Regions from separate parts of the Hordeum vulgare genome. Here region 1 is linked to region 2. Evidence: chromatin contacts called from public Hi-C data. All regions are on one chromosome and are shown on one strand. The core of a region is the stretch at or near the end of the contact, and the rest is flanking DNA. Distances in the headings are between cores, read along the strand shown.

Evidence for each region. A called contact is a pair of places that touch in the nucleus more often than the background predicts.
Region 1: a contact with region 2 is called in a Hi-C map of leaf, with 2.8 times the contacts expected there. The contact joins the enhancer-like site here to the promoter of LOC123449379 in region 2. A contact is called at or near these places in 1 of 6 Hi-C or Micro-C datasets (leaf) and 1 of 1 datasets of contacts at active chromatin or transcription factors (embryo).

What each region holds. Positions count from the first base shown.
Region 1 is chr4H:541,616,093-541,621,853 of MorexV3_pseudomolecules_assembly, forward strand. No RefSeq gene overlaps it. Among protein-coding and RNA genes, the nearest start is that of LOC123446860, 260 kb to the left of the region's middle. Within about 2 kb of position 2,894, at least 3 of the 3 cell types and tissues checked have open chromatin away from gene starts, as enhancers often do. A contact at or near this core is called in leaf, where this site is marked.
Region 2 is chr4H:541,332,212-541,337,517 of MorexV3_pseudomolecules_assembly, forward strand. It overlaps LOC123449379 (CASP-like protein 5A1), which reads right to left and starts at 3,517. Exons shown (of 3, transcript XM_045126581.1): 1 at 3,032-3,517; 2 at 1,006-1,138; 3 at 1-474. The coding sequence starts at 3,243. The coding sequence ends at 283.

The sequences.
Region 1 (5,761 bases), core at 1,644-4,143, 280 kb after region 2:
GAGCCACTAATGAGATTCTTCTTGATAGTTGGGACATGCTGCACATTCTTCAGTTCCACGATCTTTACCGAAATAAACTTCAGATCCATCATGCCAACATCATGAACAGAAGCATGCGATCCATTCCCCATCAGGACAGAGCAATCTTGTGTGAGCTGGTATGAAGAGAACAATGAAACATCAACGCGCACATGAATATTGGCCCTGGTGTCAACCCACCAATCGATGGACTCACAAAATGAAAGTACAGTAAAAAAATTACCATACCAAGTTGCCCCATCACCGTTGCTCATATTCACATTAACAAACTTGGAGTCCTGTCCTGGCTTCTTGTACTTGTTTGCCCAGTGTTCCTTTGAACCACAAGTAAAGAAGCCATCTCTCTTCTTGTATTTCTTCTTACCGTTCTTCTTGAAGATAGTATTCTACTCGAGAGAGTTCTTTCCCTTGAACTTGTCAAAATCCTTTTGCACGACAATGGCGCTAGAAGAACCCTCTGTCACTTTCACGTGTGACTCCTTTGCTTTCGAGTTCTGCTCAACATTTAGATGACCGATGATATACTCAACATAAAATTCACGTCTCAAGTGCTTGAGAGAAGTAGCAGAGTTCCTCAATCTAGGCGGGAGTTATGCAATAATGAAACCCGCGAAAAACTTGTCCAATAACTCACACTTCAGGAGCTCCAGCTCCTTAATGATGCGATGTATCTCATGAGCATTGTCCAGAACACGACAGTTATCAACCATCCTGTAATCATGAAACTACTCCATAGCATACAGTTCGCTTCCAGCATTGGTTGCGCCGAACTAAGCTTTGAGCGCATCCCACAAGATTTTGACAATGCACATATGGAGATATGCGTCTACTAACTTGTCTCCGATCATAGTAAGAACGACTCCCACAAAGATGGTGGTGGCCTCCCGGAACGCCTTTTCTTGTTAAGGATCAATCGTTCCTACGGGATCCATGGCACCGACCCACAACACATTCATAGATGTGAGCCACAAGGTGGCCCTCGTGTGCCAACACTTAAAATGTGTTCTGATGAGCTTGTTCAGTTTTGGTGTAGCGGCGAAGCCATGAATCGAAAAGAGCCTAAAATAAGGTTTTTGGATTGTTGGAAATATTAGCACTTCCTCGATTAGACTAATCCACGAGTAAAAAAAACAGAAGTTGTTGAAAAATTGTTCAAAAGTTTCTATTGTCCAGCTTTTAAACTAAGTTCATGTTCGAAAATTGTTCTTAAAATTCAAAAATGTTCTTAATTTTAAATAACTGTCATTTTTAAAAATATCCATAACTTCAAAAAATGTTCTTATTTTTCAAAAATGTCAATGTTTTTGTTTTCATTTTTTAACCTTTTCTTGCTCCTTTTGTTTGACATTTTCTAATTTTTGCAGTACCTGCACACACATACAAAGAAAATGCTCACACCCAACGAATGAGATGGCTGTCAATCCTCTTGCTCCCCTCAATTGTGGGGATTAAATCTGGTCCTGATAGGTAGATAATAAATAAGGTAAAAAGTAAATAAGAACAACAAGGTAATTATATTTTTGGTATTTAATAGGAAAAGTGAACCTCGATGCCATAATATTCACTAGAGTCATATCTCTTATGAGCATAATATGGTGGATAGACAAATTATTATTATGTAATTTTTAAAAATTATTCATGCAAAATTCATATATAGTCATTACGTCCATGCTAAGTAGACCATTAAACTTACTGACGCCTACTACTATTACTATACCCCTTAACCGTTATCCAGCATGTATCACAAGGTATGAAGTTCATAACAAATAGAGTAATGCTTGAAGCAAGATGATATAATATAGAAAAGATAAAATCAATAAATATGTTTAGGTCCCATTGTTTTTATGAAACAATACAATATGTGCCTTCCAAATCCTCCTGTCATCGAGTAAGGACACCACAAGATTGAACGAACTACTATGCACTACTCCCTTTGAAGATCTACTCGTTTACTTGGCCAAAGAAAAGTTATAGATTGAAAAGCATACATAGATATTAAATTATACAAAATAGAGTAGAGAATATGCAATTACTTTCAATGAATATTCTAATTCCAGCACACCACAAGAATTACATCAAATAGGTCTATGAAAAGATCATTGTATTGAAGATTGAAGAGAGAGAGAGAGCCATCTAGATACTGTTATGGACCCATCTAGATATTGTGTTCATATTTTTTTAAATGTTTGTGTTTCAAAAAATGTTCTCGTATTAAAAAAATTGCATGATTTTTTTGTTCATATTTTGAAAAAAATGTCATGGATTTTAAAATATGTTTTTGTTTCCAACAAAAAAAATCATGATTTCATACAAATATTTCTGTTTCTAAAATTGTTCTCCTTTTAAAACTTTGTTCACAATTTTCATGTATAAAAAATCAGTCTCATACTCAAAATTTCTTCATGATTTTCATAAAATATTTTGAGTCTCAAAAAGTGTCCAGGAATTTGAAAAAAAAATCTCCTTTTAAAGTTTGTTTAAAGTTTACAATCAGAAAAACATTTTATTGAACTCCAACACAAATATAAAAACACAAACATTTTTTAAAAATCGTGAACATTTTTCAAAATTATGAATACTTTATGAAAGGTGAACATGTATTTGAAATATGCAAACATTTTTTAAATATGTGAATAAAAACTTATAATAAGAACATTTTTTGATATTTGGGATTTTTTTTTGTTTTGAAGAACAAGAAACAGAATGAAAAGGAATTAAAAATAACTAAATGAAATAAATGACAGAGAAACGGAAAAAGGAAAAAGAAAAAAAATAAGAAAAGGCTGTATAGGAGCTCTATGCGTAGCCTAGACTGATTGCGGCAGTAAGCGGCGTATAGAAGGTCCCCCATAGGGGGCTCAACGTAAGGCTAAGTATGGCTCAAGCAATTCTCGTCCGTGGGGAGGGAGGGAATGGGCCAGATTCGTCCCAATAGCTATTATAGATTTTTAAGTAATTTTCTATTTTTAAAAATCAGAGAAGATTCATCACGGCCTTTATAATTACCGAATCAATAAAAAAAATCAATAAATCTAAATACTTGTTTTCAGTGTGAGAATAATAGTTTCCGCCCAATACGAGTTTGGACGTTCATTTTATATACGAAAACATGAATATAGGCCCTAATAAACCCCTAAAATTAATTTCTAGTTTTTGATTTTGAACATCCAATAGAATTCACGTGTGTGGAATCTTTAAACTCGAGAGTTGGATCAAGTTGAAAATTTTATAATAGCCCCAAAGATCTAAATTTGAATCCAAACCCACCTTACCTCACGTTGGTCAAGGGGTGAAGGACCTCCTTTTCTAACTTCGTATACCATTTCCTAGCGCTAGCGCTAGGCATGCCCAAATGGATGTTTCTGGGAACAAATTAAATCACGCTCAATGGAGTGACTCATTGAGGTTGAAGTGTTCGTTTTCTTCCTGGAAATAGGGAAAACTTTTAAAATGAGAACAGTTGGATGCCACTCTCCGGACTCATCCCAAACATGAACCAAATAAATTTGAAAAAAAATATCATTACACCTCCTTAAACGTTGTGATATGATTATGTTAACATTACCGTTACCATTTCTATTGCCAAACACCTCCTTAGAAGTACCTTATACATCTTCAACGTATCTATTTTTTCAAACACTTTTTCTCTAGTTTTGGACTCTAATTTGCATGATTTGAATGTAACTAGCCCGGGCTGACGATGTTTTTAGCAGAACTGCCTTGGTGTTAGTTTTGTGCAGAAATAATAGTTTTCGGAATTGGATGAAACTTTTTGTGAATTATCTATGGAATAAATAAGGAATTTTGGAGCGGAGAACCACCAGAGGGGGTATGCCTGTGAGCCACAAGGCAACATGGCGCAACCAGCACCCCTGCCCGCACCCTGATGCCTTGTGGGGCCTATGTGTCTCCTCCAACCCTAATTCCAGTCCTATATATTCATATCTTTGGAGAAAAATATCAGAGAGAAGATTTCATCGCATTTTACGAGACGAAGCCGCCGCCTCCTCCTGTTCTTCCTCGGGGCGGCTCATTTGGAGTCCATTTGGTGCTCCGGTGAGGGGGATTCATCGCCGTCGTCATTATCAACCCTTCTCCATCAACAATTTCATGAATCTCACCACCGGGTGTGAGTAATTCCTTAGTAGGCTCGCTGGATGGAGGTTTGGATGAGATTGACCATATAATCGACTTAAGTTTGAAAGGGATTGATCCCTAGTATCCATTATGTTCTGAGATTGATGTTGCTATGACTTTGTCATGCTTAATGCTTGTCATTAGGGCCCGAGTGCCATGATTTCAGATCTAAACTTATTATATTCTTTCTGAATATGAGAAGTATTTTGATCATATCTTGGAAGTTATATGCACCTATTACATGTCTTGGTCCGCATACCCCAAGATGACAATATTGGGATTCTTTCCGGTGATTGCCATAGTTTGAGGAGTTCATGTATTCACCATGTGTTAATGCTTTGTTCCGGTTTATTTTAAAAGGAGGCCCGAATATCGCTAAGTTTCTAATTGGACCCCGCTGCCATCGAAGGGTAGGATAAAAGATGTCATGCAAGTTCCTATTGCAAGGCCGTATGATTATATACGGAATACATGCCTACATTATATTGATGAATTGGAGCTAGTTCTGTGTTGCTCTAGTGTGTAACTGTTACATGATTGATGTCATCCATATCTTTCCATCGCTGATCCATGTGCCTATGCTTTACAAATACTAAATCTTGCTAAGTTACTACTTGTGCTGCTACTGTCACACATGTTACCTAATTGCTACTATTATTGTTGTTACCAAAATTGCTGCTATCACTATTACCGCTACTACTATTATTTTTCATGCTACTAAATCTTTTGCTGCAAAGAAATATCCAAGGTGTAGTTGAATTGACAATTCAACTTTCAGGGCATCTAAATATTCTTTGGCTCCCCTTGTGTCGAATCAAAGAATTAGGGTGAAATACTATCTGTACCAAGGTTCGCTAACTCATTTCATGTACTAGAACTATAGGTACGCACACTTTGGGTCGTGCCGAAAAAAGCTTGATGCTGAAAGCCAGGCCCGATCCCGGCCCGACCTGATCGTCGGGCCTAAATATTGGGCCCAAGCCTGACCCGAGCCTGAAAAAGCCTGACTGGGGCCGATCGGCCTGACCCGACCATGGCTTAAAATTTGTTTTCCTTAAGCCCGAGCTCGGCCTGGCCTGACTATTAGGCTTAAGTTTGAGGCCCAATCCCGCCCCAATGGCATGTTTAGGCCTCACCCAACCCAGAATTTTCGAGCCTGGTCGGGTCGGGCCATCCGGACCGGGCTTCCCATGGCCAAGTATAATTTGAATGATGCTTGTCTATGAGTAAGGATAATTAGTGAGATAAGGGTATGTCCAATGGTGCATTCAAGTCGGGTAACCGAAAAGCGTGTCTAGGGACCTCCGAGTCTTGTGCCTTGTTGCGCCCAAGTAGCTATTCTGAGGGGATAATGATGGGTGCAATTAGTGAGGGATCTATCTATTATGGGATATCATTCCCATAATGGCAAGATTGCTCGAGAATATCCTATCCCTCAAAGGTAGCTACCAAAGTACCGACGTCCGTCTACAAATATAGTAAGAAACAAACGTACCCTCATCAAATATCATTGGACTTTTGAGGCAATTGACTCGAGATCAAGTATAATAGGATGATGTAGGCATGCTGTAAGACTTAAAATAAT
Region 2 (5,306 bases), core at 2,267-4,766:
GTTTGGTTCAGGACATCAAAGCGTTATACAGGGCACGCGCTTGCCTGGGGTCAAAAGAATCCTAGTAGAGTTCCATAGCAACACAATGTTCAAGACAAGCCATTGATTACCTATTCCACTTTTTTACATAGGTGTAGTGCTAGATACGTGTGTGTCTCCACAGGCGCACATCAGCTTCCGATCACAATGCGATTAGCTGTGCCAACTCTATCCAGATGCCGCTAAACCATAACTGGGCGCACAAAACAGTTCCAAGTCAAGCTATATCTTCCTCGTTGTTTTTCATCGGGAAGCCATCGACCAGAAGTTCAGCAGGAAGGACGGTGTCAGAGCGAACCAGCTCATGAACGCCATCGCCGTCGCGGTCTCAAAGCTTCCGCAGTGGTTCTCGGCACAGATGTTCAGATCGTTGTCGATTAAGACGGTGATGCCCGCTGATGAGCATGCTGCGCCGAAGATCAGTGCTGCCGTGATCTACCAAGAAACAACGACGATCACTATATTAGACCTCACACAGTCAAAAGAATGCATTTATAATTTGCAGGATGAAACTAACATGCAGGAGCTTGCCATAACAATGCAGTCTCATTCAACTGTGGTAATCTGAGCACGTACTTTATCTCACTGCAAGATTTCTTACTCTATAAACCACACAGCTAATATTCTTAAAAGAACGATGGAAAAGCACTAAGTTACTAGATACATGGACAAGCTCACACGGGTAGCACATTTATATACTCCCTCCGTTCCTAAATATAAGTCTTTCTAGACGTTTCACTAATAGACTACATACGGATGTATATAGACATATTTAAAAGTATAGATCCATTCATTTTGCTTCGTATGTAGACATTTAGTGAAATCTCTTAAAAGACTTATATTTAGGAACGGAGGGAGTATATCTCAGCACAAATTGTTTAGACAAAAAAAAAAGATATAATAGTAAATTGACCAAGTGAATCGACCAAGCATCATAGACATGAGCAGATATTTATATTGACTTACCCCATCACCAATCGCGAACAGGCAAACAGCGCGGCGGTTCCGTAGACAACGCTTAACAAGCAATGCATAGATATCGACAATGGCAAGCGAAAAGCTCCACAGGCATTGCAATATGGTTGCTGCAACAAGATAGCTGGCCAAAACAGCATTTCGTCAGTTTGCCAGAAACTAGAAATACAGAATAGCACTGCCAGAGTAACTTGAGTGCAGCAGAAACAAGCAAATAAACTAGACACAGCAGAGCTTCCTTTTATAACTCCAAAGCATGAACACGCTCTGTGTTGTTTGCTGTATACTGGGTAAACAAACAAGTACCCACCCATGTCTATCCAGTCATCACTAATGCAAATGTTGAATTTCTGTTACGCACAGGCATGCCCATATAATAAGCAGTAACAAAACCAGATAAACCTATGTATATTCAAGAAGGCTTGGCTAAATGAATTTGGAAAATATTAAAGATCTAGCATGATAGTTTTAGATGTAGAAGTCTAAATTTCTCTTAAAATATTACACGAAAGTACATAGTATGATCAAATTTCCACATTGTAGTATGATCCGAGGGGTAATTTTTTTATCTAAGATCATTCAGAATAACTACATAATTAACTTGAAAGGTTGGGACTAAATCATTCTATACAAACCCAACATAGTTGTACCAGGAATTGTTTAGTAAGGTAAAACAGTGCTACAAGAGTAGTTTGTATCAGGAAGACCTTGGTTTCTGTAATCAGAGGGGGGTGGACGCTGTTTTCTTAAATTAAAAAACAGTGCCACAAGCACGCACACACACACCCCTTTTGTTATATCAAAAAGTGAATTTGAAGTACGTATGTTAGCAAAAGGAAAAATGCCTGCTGGTTCCCCAGTCTTTGCCAAAAGGAAATTTTGCGCTACAACTCAATTAAAAGAACTCAATAATATGTATAAGACATAAGGGACCTCTGTTTTAGTCTGGTAGATAATGTAACAATCGACTATTCTGCCCATGGCAGTTTCATAAATAGTGAACAGAAATGCAGTTTAGTACGTTGAGGATAAGTAGAAAGGGACATGTGGATGTGATATTTCTCTTCCTATTGTAGTTCACTAGTTTGTGACATGGGATTGTACCCTTGAGATATTCAGTAGATATTGAACCACAAAGCAAAACGGTCAAAAACAACAAAAACCCTGTTTCCTATCGTAGTTCACTAGTTTGTGACATGTTCATATGCATATGGTGGCATTATATTCCTATATGATATGACATGAAATTGCATGTTTTTAGGAAGTAGTAAATAGATTAATCAATTATTTTATTTGCTTCTAGAATCCTTTGTTTCATATAATTAATCTCACTAACAATTTCAGAATTCGAGTGGTGCACGCACTCCCCTGTTTTTGCCACTTTGACTCAGCATACTGTCATCTCACCTTGAAATTGTGCATGTTCAGTGGAATAGCACATATATGCAGCTGCTGAGATAACAATAGTACCCGCTAAACCACAATACAGAACTGTCAAAATAAATAAATAAAATACCATGTTTCAGGATAACAATAATCCTCACATGATTATCTTTGTTTGCCCCCTCCATAAATATACTATGATGATACATAGGCACATTTTTATTTTGTTTTGTGCACAAGGTAGTAGTACTCATCCAAATTCACACTCCTACCATTCATTCTGAGCTGAGGCAGGAGTGGCCATAGACACAGGTTTCCACAAGTTGCATAACAAACATCATTCCAAGCTTTGGGAACCTATCACCGACATGAGCTAAGCTCCAACAGATGGAGTGCCAGAGTACATAGCAGATCATATTTCCGTTCTTGAACACCGAATTCCCCACGGCCCCAAGCTCTAAAAGTGCACACACACTTCACCCAGCAGTACATGTGAGATCATATTTCCCTGCTTGAGCAGCGATTGGAACTAAACGTAAAGCGATGGATGCTAAGGTCCTACACGTCCAGTTGGGGCAAATACTAGTACTAGTGATGAGAAATTACTAGGATGGGGGGTGGGGAGGAAGGTTACCAGAAGGCGCTGACGGAGGGGAAGTCGTTGGTGGAGGCCATGACGGCGAGCGCGACGGCTGCGAAGGCGAACTGCGCGAGGCGGAGCGCGAGGCCGCCGGCCGTGCCGGGCATCCCGGGCAGGTCCTTCATGAGCACCCCCGTGGGCTGCTCCACCGGATCCGTCGGCGGCGGCGCCTCCACCGGGTGCACCGCCGGCCTGCTCGCGAACATCTCGACCCCCGCCCCCCGACGGAACAGGCTCAGCCTCCTCCCGCCTCGGGACCGGTGGGGGCTGGGCGAAGAAGGGTTTGGACTGGATTGGGCGGAGTCGACGAGGATGAGAGCGGGGAGGAGGGGCGAGCGGTGCGGGCCACACGCGCCGGGGTCGATCGGGGAGGGGCTGGTTGCCGTTGGTTCGCCTTGCTTTTGGCCGGGGGGAAAGGCGACGGCAGTTTCTGGGGAGCTGCAGCCGCGACGGCACGCCGTGGGGTCCTTCACTCTCTCTCCTCTGTCCCTCTCTCCCTCTCCTCAGCGGCGTGGTGGACGGAAATGGGCCGGGGCGGGCGGGGCCGGGCAGGGCTGACTTTGCTTCCTTGTCCGTGCCGCCACTGTGCGGTGGCGGGCCCGGTCTGCCCGTCCTTCTTCTCGCCCGGCCCGGCCCCGCCTGTCTGTAATTCTGCCAGTACTCCAGCATTTTTCCTGACGGGTACGAGCGTGAAGCAGAGGCGGACGTGAGCGATCGCGGTCCTGTGTCACGGGCGCGTACGTGCTGGCCCGGAACGGAAGGACGCGGTCGACCGCGCGGATCACGAGCGCGTAGCGCACATTCCGTCCCCCCGGCGTCGGGAGGGGAACGGACCCGAGCGTGGGCGGAAGCGTGGCCGTAGTGAATTGCAAAAGACTATCATAATTCGGGCTGTATTCATAAGTTGGTGTCATCTTTTAATTTTTTTTTATAAATTCATATCAAGATACAAACCGTATTTTGTAAATCATGTATTTCTACGTATAGATGCTCTTTCTGACAGATATGGCTCATCGGTCAGTCTCTTACAAGAAAAACCGGCCTGAACCATTTTGGCCGGGGGAAAACCGGCTCTCTCTCTATGCAGACCGGATCCACCCGCACTCGCGCTTTCTCTGCAGCACGGCGGGCAGTACGGCAGCCAGGCCGGTGTTCCTGCAGCACTCTTCACGCTCTCGGCTCTGCCTCCGTTCCCCTCCGCAACCCGCACGCGCCACGCATCGCCCTCCAAGAAAGAGTCCCGGCCAACCGCCCCGAGATCTCCATGGACGCCGGCGCCGCACACGCCGACATGGCGGCGGGAGGGCCCGACGACGCCGACGCGGCCTTCTTCTCGCGCCGCCGGTACCGCTGCTGCTGCTTCTCCGCACCGTGGCAGTCGTCCTCCTCGTACGCCCGCCGCTCGCCCGCGGGGACGACAATGGACGAGGAGTGGTCGGAGCTGGTGGCCGGCCCGCGCTGGAAGACCTTCATCCAGCAGCTTCTCCTCCACCCCGTCCTTGCACAGCGGCGGGAAGAAGAGCCAGAACGACGTGCCCGCGACGAACACCACCACCAGCACCGTCGCCACGGCCCACGGCGGCGACGGCAAGACCCTCGCCGCCCACCACCGCGCGCACCACCCCTCGGCGACGCAGCAAATGTCGTGGAGCAGGAAGAATGCGGTCATCCTACCGTCTGGCCGCCGAAGGATGAGGTAGTACACCATGCCCTCGTGCATCAGCCCGGACACGAGGAAGGTGGCCAACACGCCCGCGGGGTTCCCGGCGCGCGCGCGCACGGGGTCGTACACCAACGGCCGGAGGATGGCGGACACCATGAGGTTCCACCTCCCGCCCCAGAAGCCCTGCAGCGATGACGCCAGGTAGGGGCGGTCGAACTGCGGCTCCGTCTCCATGCCGAGCGCGACGGCGGCCACCGCGATGCACGGGAAGAAGAGGTCGAGGAAGCAGTAAATGTGGACGTCGTAGAGGGCCCGGCGCGCGTAGTGATGCAGCCGAGCGTTGTACTGGTAGACGCGGAGGATGGCGGCTATGACGACGACCTTGGCTGCTGCTGGTGCTGTCGGGGCTGGCGCTGGCGGGCACCGTGGTGGGGTTGGCCGTGGCCAAGCCGGTGTTTCTGCTCTTCAGCCCCGTGCTGGTCCCGGACGCGCTCACCATCGACATGGCCGTCATCGGGTTCCTCGCTTCTGGCGCGCTCGGGCTGGTCGGGGGCCGACCCTTGGGGAAGAGGCGGTGCGCGATGGCCTCGCAGATGAGCGTGGAGC